3 separate regions of the Zea mays genome follow, and all the other regions are linked to region 1. Evidence: chromatin contacts called from public Hi-C data. All regions are on one chromosome and are shown on one strand. The core of a region is the stretch at or near the end of the contact, and the rest is flanking DNA. Distances in the headings are between cores, read along the strand shown. Region 1 holds the start of LOC100194341 (Peroxidase 12). Region 2 holds the start of LOC100274736. Region 3 holds the start of LOC100286375 (40S ribosomal protein S10).

Evidence for each region. Hi-C and Micro-C count contacts between places; a contact is called where the count stands out from the background.
Region 2: a contact with region 1 is called in a Hi-C map of ear, with 1.8 times the contacts expected there. The contact joins the promoter of LOC100274736 here to the promoter of LOC100194341 in region 1. A contact is called at or near these places in 2 of 25 Hi-C or Micro-C datasets (ear and leaf).
Region 3: a Hi-C map of leaf shows a contact between it and region 1, with 9 times the contacts expected there. The contact joins the promoter of LOC100286375 here to the promoter of LOC100194341 in region 1. A contact is called at or near these places in 21 of 25 Hi-C or Micro-C datasets (bundle sheath, ear, endosperm and 5 more) and 2 of 3 datasets of contacts at active chromatin or transcription factors (leaf and seedling).

What each region holds. Positions count from the first base shown.
Region 1 is chr3:148,332,087-148,334,907 of Zm-B73-REFERENCE-NAM-5.0, forward strand. It overlaps LOC100194341 (Peroxidase 12), which reads right to left and starts at 1,386. Exons shown (of 2, transcript NM_001139377.1): 1 at 816-1,386; 2 at 1-668. The coding sequence starts at 1,277. The coding sequence ends at 417.
Region 2 is chr3:148,554,408-148,557,228 of Zm-B73-REFERENCE-NAM-5.0, forward strand. It overlaps LOC100274736, which reads right to left and starts at 1,371. Exons shown (of 3, transcript NM_001374111.1): 1 at 1,035-1,371; 2 at 767-946; 3 at 1-641. The coding sequence starts at 1,202. The coding sequence ends at 105. It overlaps LOC103650707 (sporulation-specific protein 15), which reads right to left. Exons shown (of 11, transcript XM_008676274.3): 11 at 2,434-2,821. The coding sequence ends at 2,746. LOC100276673 reads right to left here and starts at 4. Exons shown (of 3, transcript NM_001374112.1): 1 at 1-4.
Region 3 is chr3:148,501,419-148,504,239 of Zm-B73-REFERENCE-NAM-5.0, forward strand. LOC100286375 (40S ribosomal protein S10) reads left to right here and starts at 1,412. Exons shown (of 5, transcript NM_001159262.2): 1 at 1,412-1,496; 2 at 1,589-1,637; 3 at 1,811-2,093; 4 at 2,363-2,498. The coding sequence starts at 1,494.

The DNA of each region.
Region 1 (2,821 bases), core at 136-2,635:
TGACAGGACACCGCCGCCCACACAGTAGCCAGCTAGTACGTACAAAGTCTAGAACACGAAGCTCTGCTGTGCAGCCTCGTCGACGACGGACCACGTCATGCCTGCGTTGCGGGCGGAGCAGTTCCTGCGGATCTGCCCCTGCGCGCCCGTGAGCACCTTGATCTGCCCCATCTTCACCACGGAGAAGGCGAACTGGTCGAAGAAGTCTCTCTGGCTGCGCGCGAACTTCTCGACGAGGGGCCTGGTGCCGGGGTTGCTGAAGAGGTCCTGGTCGGAGGTGAAGAGCCCCTCACGGTTCACCAGGTTGACGTAGTACTTGTTGTCGAACGCGTCGGGCGTGCGCACGTCCAGCGGCGTCCGGCGGTCGGTGCCCTTGGCCGGGCAGGTCCGGCGCAGGTGGCCGGCGAAGGTGGCGTTCAGCGTCGGGTCCTGGCGCGGGAACAGGCGGCTCTCGAAGGACGCGCAGTGGCCCAGCCCGATGGTGTGGCCGCCCGACAGCGCCACCAGGTCCGTCGCGTCCAGGTTGATCTTGGACAGCAGTACAGCACGGCGAGAAGCGCCGGCACGGCGGCCGTCGGCGGCGGGAGCCCGCTCAGGACGTCCTCTCGCGTCGCGAAGCTCGCACTGTCGCGCCGACCCAGCGGCACCTTGTAGCTGGGACCTCCGGACTGCAATGCATGCAAATATGCAATTAAGGAGACGACAGACGAGCGAGGCAGGCAGGCAGTGTAAGCAATAGCATGCATGAAGAACGACCAACCAATTTAATTAATCAAGGAGTGTGCAGTGCATGTGCATGCCACGACACGACGTACCACGACGACTGAGTCCCTGGCGGCGAGCGCGAGGACGTCGGAGCAGGACACGACTGCGCCACCGCACTCCTTCTGGAGGCGGTCGTGGATGTCGTTGATGGCCTTGAACGCGGTGGGGCGCAGCGTGAGGTTGGGCGGCGCCTGCTGCTCGCCCGGGCCGGTGGCTGAGCCGTCCAGGAGCACGGACGCGTCGCAGCCCTGGACGAAGCAGTCGTGGAAGTGGAGGCGGAGGAGGCCGGCTGCGAGGCCGGCGTCCCTGCGCACGGCGTCCTGCACGAACCTCCGCACGACGGACTCCGCCCTGGGGCAGCTCCGCTTGTAGAAGTCCAAGGACAGGCTGGGCGCCAGCGGCGGCTGCCTCGCGTTGACGCTGTGGCCGGCGGCCTCCGAAGAGGAGCAGCAGCAGACGACGATGAGGACGACGACCGCGGCTGCAGCAGCGAGCGTAACAGCATGAGCCATCGATCTCTTCGCGCGCGGTCGGCGGTGAGGTAGCTCCGTCCGACGGCGCTAGCTAGATGCTCTCTCCTCTACTTCTCTACTGCTAGTAGCTAGTAGCAGAGCGAGTGTGGAGAGCAAGACTGGCAGAGCTAGCCTAAAGAGAGTAAGAGACCCAGTATAGCTCAAGGCCGGACCCCATTTCATACACGTAAAAATTCACATTTTTGTTCTTTATTTTTCTTGCAACAAACTAAGTTTTAAACGAACAAACAAGATGGCGTATGTGGTACGTGACGGCAGAGTGAAGAAACAATAAAACCGGCCGGGTGGGTCGCTGCCTACCTACATGAGCTAGACCGTGCTCAGCAAAGCGGCCAGCATATATATGACATGAGGGACTGTACGTGAACAGAATGTTTTTTTAGTTAAAGGTGTTATGTATATGTAAATTTAATCAATCTATCGTTTTGCAGAGCTGTTATTGTGGTAATAAAACTGGTATTTACTTGCATCTGTTTTGTTTCTTTGACAATCAAAGTACAAATTCTCTTAGAGCGTGCATGTGCATGGCTCAACAATCAAGATGAGAGACCACCGGTAGAGCCGCCGGCCGCGTACTAGCTAGCTGCCAGCAACCACCGCACCGTATTGGTGTTGTCGAGTTCTCTTGGCCAAACTGCCATCTGTGATCGCTGCCATGCCATGTGGTCCGGCCGGCCCGTGAAGCTTCTTCCATCCCCGATCGATCCGTGTATGCTGTAGCAGCACGTACGTACTATACGCAGCTGCCACGTACACTGTGCTGGTGTTAGGTTCTGCTTCGATCTGGTGGTCGACTGTGCTATATATGTGAGTTGGTCAGTTTTGGGCGGCGGCTACTTTGGCTTGGCGTAGAGTATGAGACTGATGACTATGGGAGAGATCTAGACGATAGATCAAGAGGGAAGAACCATGTGTGCTATGTAGTAGGCTGCTGGCGGACGATCTCATCGCTCATCGTGCGTACGTACGTATTTCAGTCATCAACTCATCATCGTAACTCGTAAGTATGCATGCAGCCTCACATGCCACGTCACCATCACATGCAGGTCCGGCCGTCACGCGGCCGGCGCCGCGTGTAAGCCACACGTCTCAGTTTGGGCGTCTCGTCTCGTGGCGCGCGGTGCAACGTGTCTTGGCCTCCGACTCCTCGCTCACGATATTCTGTCGGGAATCCGGGTTATCTGAAATACTAGCTGATGCCCGTGCGTTGCAACGGGAATATATAATACCAGTATACTACAATAACTTATATACAAAATCTGTGTTATATTTTTATGAGAAAATGTTTCATAATCAATTTGTAATCCTAGCTATACATAAATTTTGTTATTTTAATCTAGTTATTTCACCACTACATTGCAACCATCAGTATCATGCAGACTTCAATATATGCCACGATTTGTATGGTCTCATCATTGGAGAGCACGAGCATGTTCCACACATGCCGGAAAAATTCCCTCGTACATCGTTAGTCATCAGACACGCACCACCATATGCTCTTGCTTAAACAAAAAAGTAAGTGT
Region 2 (2,821 bases), core at 121-2,620, 220 kb after region 1:
CAGTAGTAGTACACTGCAGGCAGCAGTAGCACAGTACGTGTGAAGAAGTTACAACAGACACGTGTATCGAACGGAAACGGAAATAGCGGGCCGGGGCCGGGACGTCACAGGGGCGCGGTTGCGGCGAGCCACGTGAGCGCGGGGCCGAGGGCGGCCGGCAGCATGGGCGAGGTGAGCAGGCCGAGGAGGAACCAGTTGAGGCCGAGCAGCGCGACGGCGCCGTCGTCCCCGGCCCGCCGGCGCAGCCGCGACACGCTGCGCATGGACACGGCCACGACGGCGAACAGCCCCGCCAGCAGCGGCAGGCACGGCGCGTCGGCCGACCACGCCACCGCGCCCACCGCCAGCGATATGCCGAGGCTGAACAGGCTGCGGCACCGCGCCACGGCCGTCGCCTGCAGGGCATCGTAGCTGTCCACCGGCGGTGGCTCCGACGCCGGGCCGCCGGCGGCATGATTGGCTGACTGGGCTGTCGTCGCCACCGCCGCGTCTTCCTCTCCCCGATCCCTCTTGGCCGCCGGCTTCAGCTTGTCGTCGGACTGGTGGGACGCCGCCTGCGCCTGCGCCGCGGGCTTGTCGTCCCACCTGGACTTGCCCTTGTGCTCGTTCAGCCGCACGTTCTCCTGCCTCAGCGCCTTGAGCTGAATGAAGAGCAGCAAATTAAGAGAGGGGGCCGGGATAGTGAGCGGTGGCAACTGGCAACGCCGCATGTCATGTACGTACGCATGAGCATGAGAACTCCTCTAGGTCTAGATGTACGACATACCTGGGCGTCGAGGACATGGATCCTGGCGAGGGCGTCCTCGTGCTCGTCCTCCACGTCGTCAAGGACCGCCTCCACGGCTTCCCGCTCCCGGAGCGCCGCCCGCAGCCTGTCCTCCAGCGCCGCGTTCTCCAACGCCAGGTCGTCCATCTGCGCCTGCATCTCCGCAACCAGCCACCCCAACTGTGGTGGAAAGGTTTGTCAGATTAATGAGCTGCTAGCACATATATATAGCAAAGGGCTAAAAGGAAAATAAAAGCTGGAGCCTCACCTTGCGCTCCCTCTCGACGGCGGTGAGCATGCGGAGCGGGAAGGCAAGGAAGGTGACCGCCCACGCCATGGCCTCGCAGCAGAGGAGCGCGGGGAGCTGGAGCAGACGACGGAGAGAGCGCGCGCAGGCGGCGAGCAAGAAGCAGCAGCAGCTCCAGGCCAGCTCCATCTATATGTCACTACTCCATGCCTGCCTGTGTCATGCTCTGCACTGCAACGCTAGCTAGTCTAGAGCATGGAAGGACGAAGAACAGACGATGCCAGCGGGATGGATTGGAACTGCAAGCCTGCCGTTTTGTTTCCTTCTTGAGCTACTCGTACGATCCACGATCCTACTCCTCACCTAGCTAGTAGCAAGAGTAGCAAGTAGTAGGTGATCTGGTGAGGAGATGAGGCCGGCCGGGCGACCGGATGGATGGATGAGTTCCAGATTTGGGACACGTGAGCTCCGGCAGGGCGGCACACGTGCACCTACCCCCTCGTGTCTTGCAGGCAAGCGTCGCGCTTCGCCACGAAGAATGCATTCATGCTTCGTCACCAACTATACATGCACCCATGCCTCTTTAATTTCTTGTTGCGATCCTATCCCCAGTTCCCTTTCTGGATATCGCCTCGCCGCTTCTTCCATCCTGGATGCATGTGGCGATGTGCACAACAAGCGTACGGTGCTGTGTCTTTTTTCCACTTCCGCCTCTCACTTTGTTTGTCTAGTCTTCAACCCACTTTTAGAGTAGCTTGGATAAATTAAAAAAAAAGTAAAAGCGGTATCGAAAGCTGCGCTGAATTCTCTCGTCTCTCAGATTGACTACGAAATTAATTTTTTTTAAGTTTATTTAGCTAAAAACAATGCGTATTACGGCTACAAATATTATATAATTTTTAAAACTAGACGTATAAAAGTCATATAACTCAGTTAAAACGTATAAAAATCAAATAACTCAATTAAAACGTAAATAAAAGTTAAATAGGAAAAAAAATGTTCGAAGAGGAGATGAAATAGGGAGGGAAAAAAAGGAGATATATTTAAAAATAAACAAATAATATGTAGATGAAGAGAGGATGGTTGGAATCATCCTAAAAGTGGTCTAAAACGTTGCATCACCCTATCCACCTCTCTTGTATATATAATAACCAACGTCTTTTTATTTATACACAAAATTTTAATTTTTTATATAATATATAATTTCTAAATCAACACATTCTTATAAAATAAATTATGATTAAACCTGTTAAGAAATCTATCTTACTAGGAAAAACAATTGTCTAGACACATGTTTTAATACAGCTTCTTATGTTAAGATCATATTTAAGCTTTTATAACTCACACACTAAAAGAATTTTGATAAAGCCATCTACTACAACCTGGTCTCTAGTAAAAACAGAATAAGGGGAGCGGTTAGTTGATCAACGATCTATACAAATAACTGCAAAATACAATCAGCAACGTGGATACACCCACTGCTTCAAAGACTGATGGTTGGTTTGTTGGCAAGGAACAATCAGATAACAAGGCTTGTTTCTTGTACAAGGTGCTGTGTTACATTTTATGCATATCACTCGCTCACTACAACTCTACAATCGATACAGCTGATATATATACACTACAAAATGTATCCCACTGCCGTCGCACAAGATTGTATACAAAGCCTGCAGCTGGCTGACACTTTTTTTTTCTTCTCTCGTTAGTTTTCTTCGCTTTGATTGGTGGTTCCCTATGATCTCCATGGTGTTCGGTTCTTCAGATTCATTTCGAGCTTCTGTCGCTCGCCCTCCACCTCGGCGAACTGC
Region 3 (2,821 bases), core at 162-2,661, 170 kb after region 1:
AAAAACGAGCCCGCAGGTTTAAATGGCCTGATCTGATCCGTTTTTCTAACCGTGCCCAGTGGGTCGAATTTAAAATGAGCCGGACTTTAACGGGCTTAGGCCGAACGGTCCGTTTGCATCTCTATTTAGACGTACAGTTGGTTCTCATCCATCCAGTCATCGATTGATGCAGACACAAACTGAGTTCAAAGTAGCACGCACTGTCTCCTATCCTATCTGAAAGCGACGCGGAGCGAGGTGACGGATGTGGAGGAGAAACTGAAGCTGCAAGTACTAGGCCGCGGCCCATGACTAGCTCCAGAAAGTAAAGCTTTTCTTTGCGTCGATCGATCACGTACACGCCTCGCTGGCTGTTTCAGTTAAACGCCGTCACTGTCGACTACTTGTTGTGTGGTCTGCATACTTTGCATCTCTTTGCTCCTTGACCAGGAGCAAAAGTTGATCTTTTTTTTTCTTTTTTCAGTCTTCACATCGATCACAACATTGCCAATCATCCTGTCATCATCATACATGTGTTGATGTGTAGGCCCCATGTACGATGCGACTAGACTAGCCATGCATCTCGAGTATATAAGCAGCAGTAAGAGCAACTTCAAAAGGAAATGATATTTTTTTTTTAAAAAAAACTGATCACAAGGGACATACTAAAATAAAGTTTTAGGGATGGAAGAAACTGTTACTTCAGCAATCCGCAAAATATTAAACAACTGACGCGGATGAGTCCGATGATAAAAAGAAATATTGTGGTTCTATCCAAAGACATTGAGTCCTTATACGAGACAGAATAGTGGGGTATCATGAAAAGAAATTATTATAAGAGAATTCTACAAATGAACATTGCTATTTCAGACGAATATATATATATATATATATATATATATATATATATATATATTACATATGTTTCTGTATTTTTTAAAGTTAGTGTATGTCCGGCTACCTAATGTAGCTGTCTTGTCTCCCTCCATCCAGCTACCTCCATTCATTCGGCCCCTGCACTCGTCGTAGGCTCGTAGCTAGCGTCACAGGACGGGTGTCGATGGCGTCCACACGAGGGACGAGCAAATATGAGGGAAATGAGGCTGTAAATAAGGGACGTGAAGTTTTCGGGATAAAAAAAGATCTGTTAGACTAATTAAAAAGCGAATATTTCTCTAATATTAATTTTGGGGTTAGTTTAGGGTTTTTTTAAAGTCGCTCTAAGTACTAATCTATCTCCTACCCTAGCGACATCTGAATCTGAATTCCGATGAGAATGTCCTCCCGCATTTCACAGGCCCAATGCCTAGCCCAGCTTACTTCCTACTACGTCTTATGGAAATGGGCCGACTTCAACCTGTAACGAAGAGAGGGACCCGTGCGGCCCAGGTCCGCCTCTCCCTATATACCAACTCGCCACAAATGTAGGGTTTTCTGTCCGCGCCACCGCTCCTCGACCCCCGCCCAACACTCCCAGCCGTCACGCCGTCGCCGCCGCGAGTCCTTCATTCACCATGGTGAGCGCCTCTCATCGATTCCATTACCTCGTCTGTTGGTTCATTACCAATGCTTCTTCTAACGTGATTTCCATCCCTTCCTCCGTTCGCAGATCATCTCCAAGAAGAACCGCCGCGAGATCTGCAAGTACATCTTCCATGGTGAGCTCCTTCTCCTCCCTCTTCGCCCGTCCCCCTAGGCGCGCCCAATATAAGATTATTTCATTAGATTTAGATACCAATTCAGACATTACAAGCATTAGCAATATTCGGATCGTGTACGACCCAAGCCCGTCCTTGTCTTAGATTGAGAACCGTTCAACTTTATGTTGCAGAGGGGGTTCTATATGCCAAGAAGGACTACAACCTGGCCAAGCACCCCAAGCTTGACGTGCCCAACCTGGAGGTGATTAAGCTCATGCAGAGCTTCAAGTCCAAGGAGTATGTCAGGGAGACCTTCTCCTGGCAGTACTACTACTGGTACCTCACCAACGATGGCATTGAGCACCTCCGCAGCTTCCTCAACCTGCCGTCAGAGGTTGTGCCCAACACCCTCAAGAAGTCCTCCAAGCCCCCGTCCCGTCCCTTTGGCTCTGGCCCACCGGGTGACCGCCCCAGGTACATTTGTCACACTAGAGTTGTTTGCAGTTCTGTATTCTGACACCAGATTTTCACATGATGATAATTGAACTCGTCATTGCTGCCTGCTATTTTGACAGTCATTGTGAATTGTTCCAGAGCCTACAAATTTTGTTTCGTATGCATCTAATTTTGAAATTGCCATAAGGCTTCTACATTTACTTTTGTACATTATATCATATTCCTGGATTGCTAGTAGAGTTTCACCATGAAGCCATGGTTACTTACCTATTATGTTTATTTGACAGGGGTCCCCCTCGCTTTGGGGAAGACAGACCTAGGTTTGGGGATAGGGATGGTTACAGAGGAGGTCCACGAGGTGCAATGGGTGATTTTGGTGGTGAGAAGGGTAGTGCTCCTGCGGATTTCCAGCCATCTTTTAGGGTAAGTTCTAGAAAACTGCGCGCATCTCACATATTTTTTTGTTTACATTGGTTTCTTAACTCACAAATGTCCAGTTCGTTTCAAGAAAACAAGCTTATTTTTTGCACAACTTGTCCAGCTTTGTTACTCCCGCTCTCTTCCAAATTATTAGATGTTTTTTTTCTAGATTCGTGGTTTTTGCTACGCACTTGGATATACAGTATGTCTAGTTACATAATAAAAGGGATGCATTTAGAAATGTCAAAGTGTCTTATAATTTGAACCGAGGGAGTACTTAAGTTTGTGTGTAGTAATCCGCTTGAGCCCCTTTGGTATATCCATGC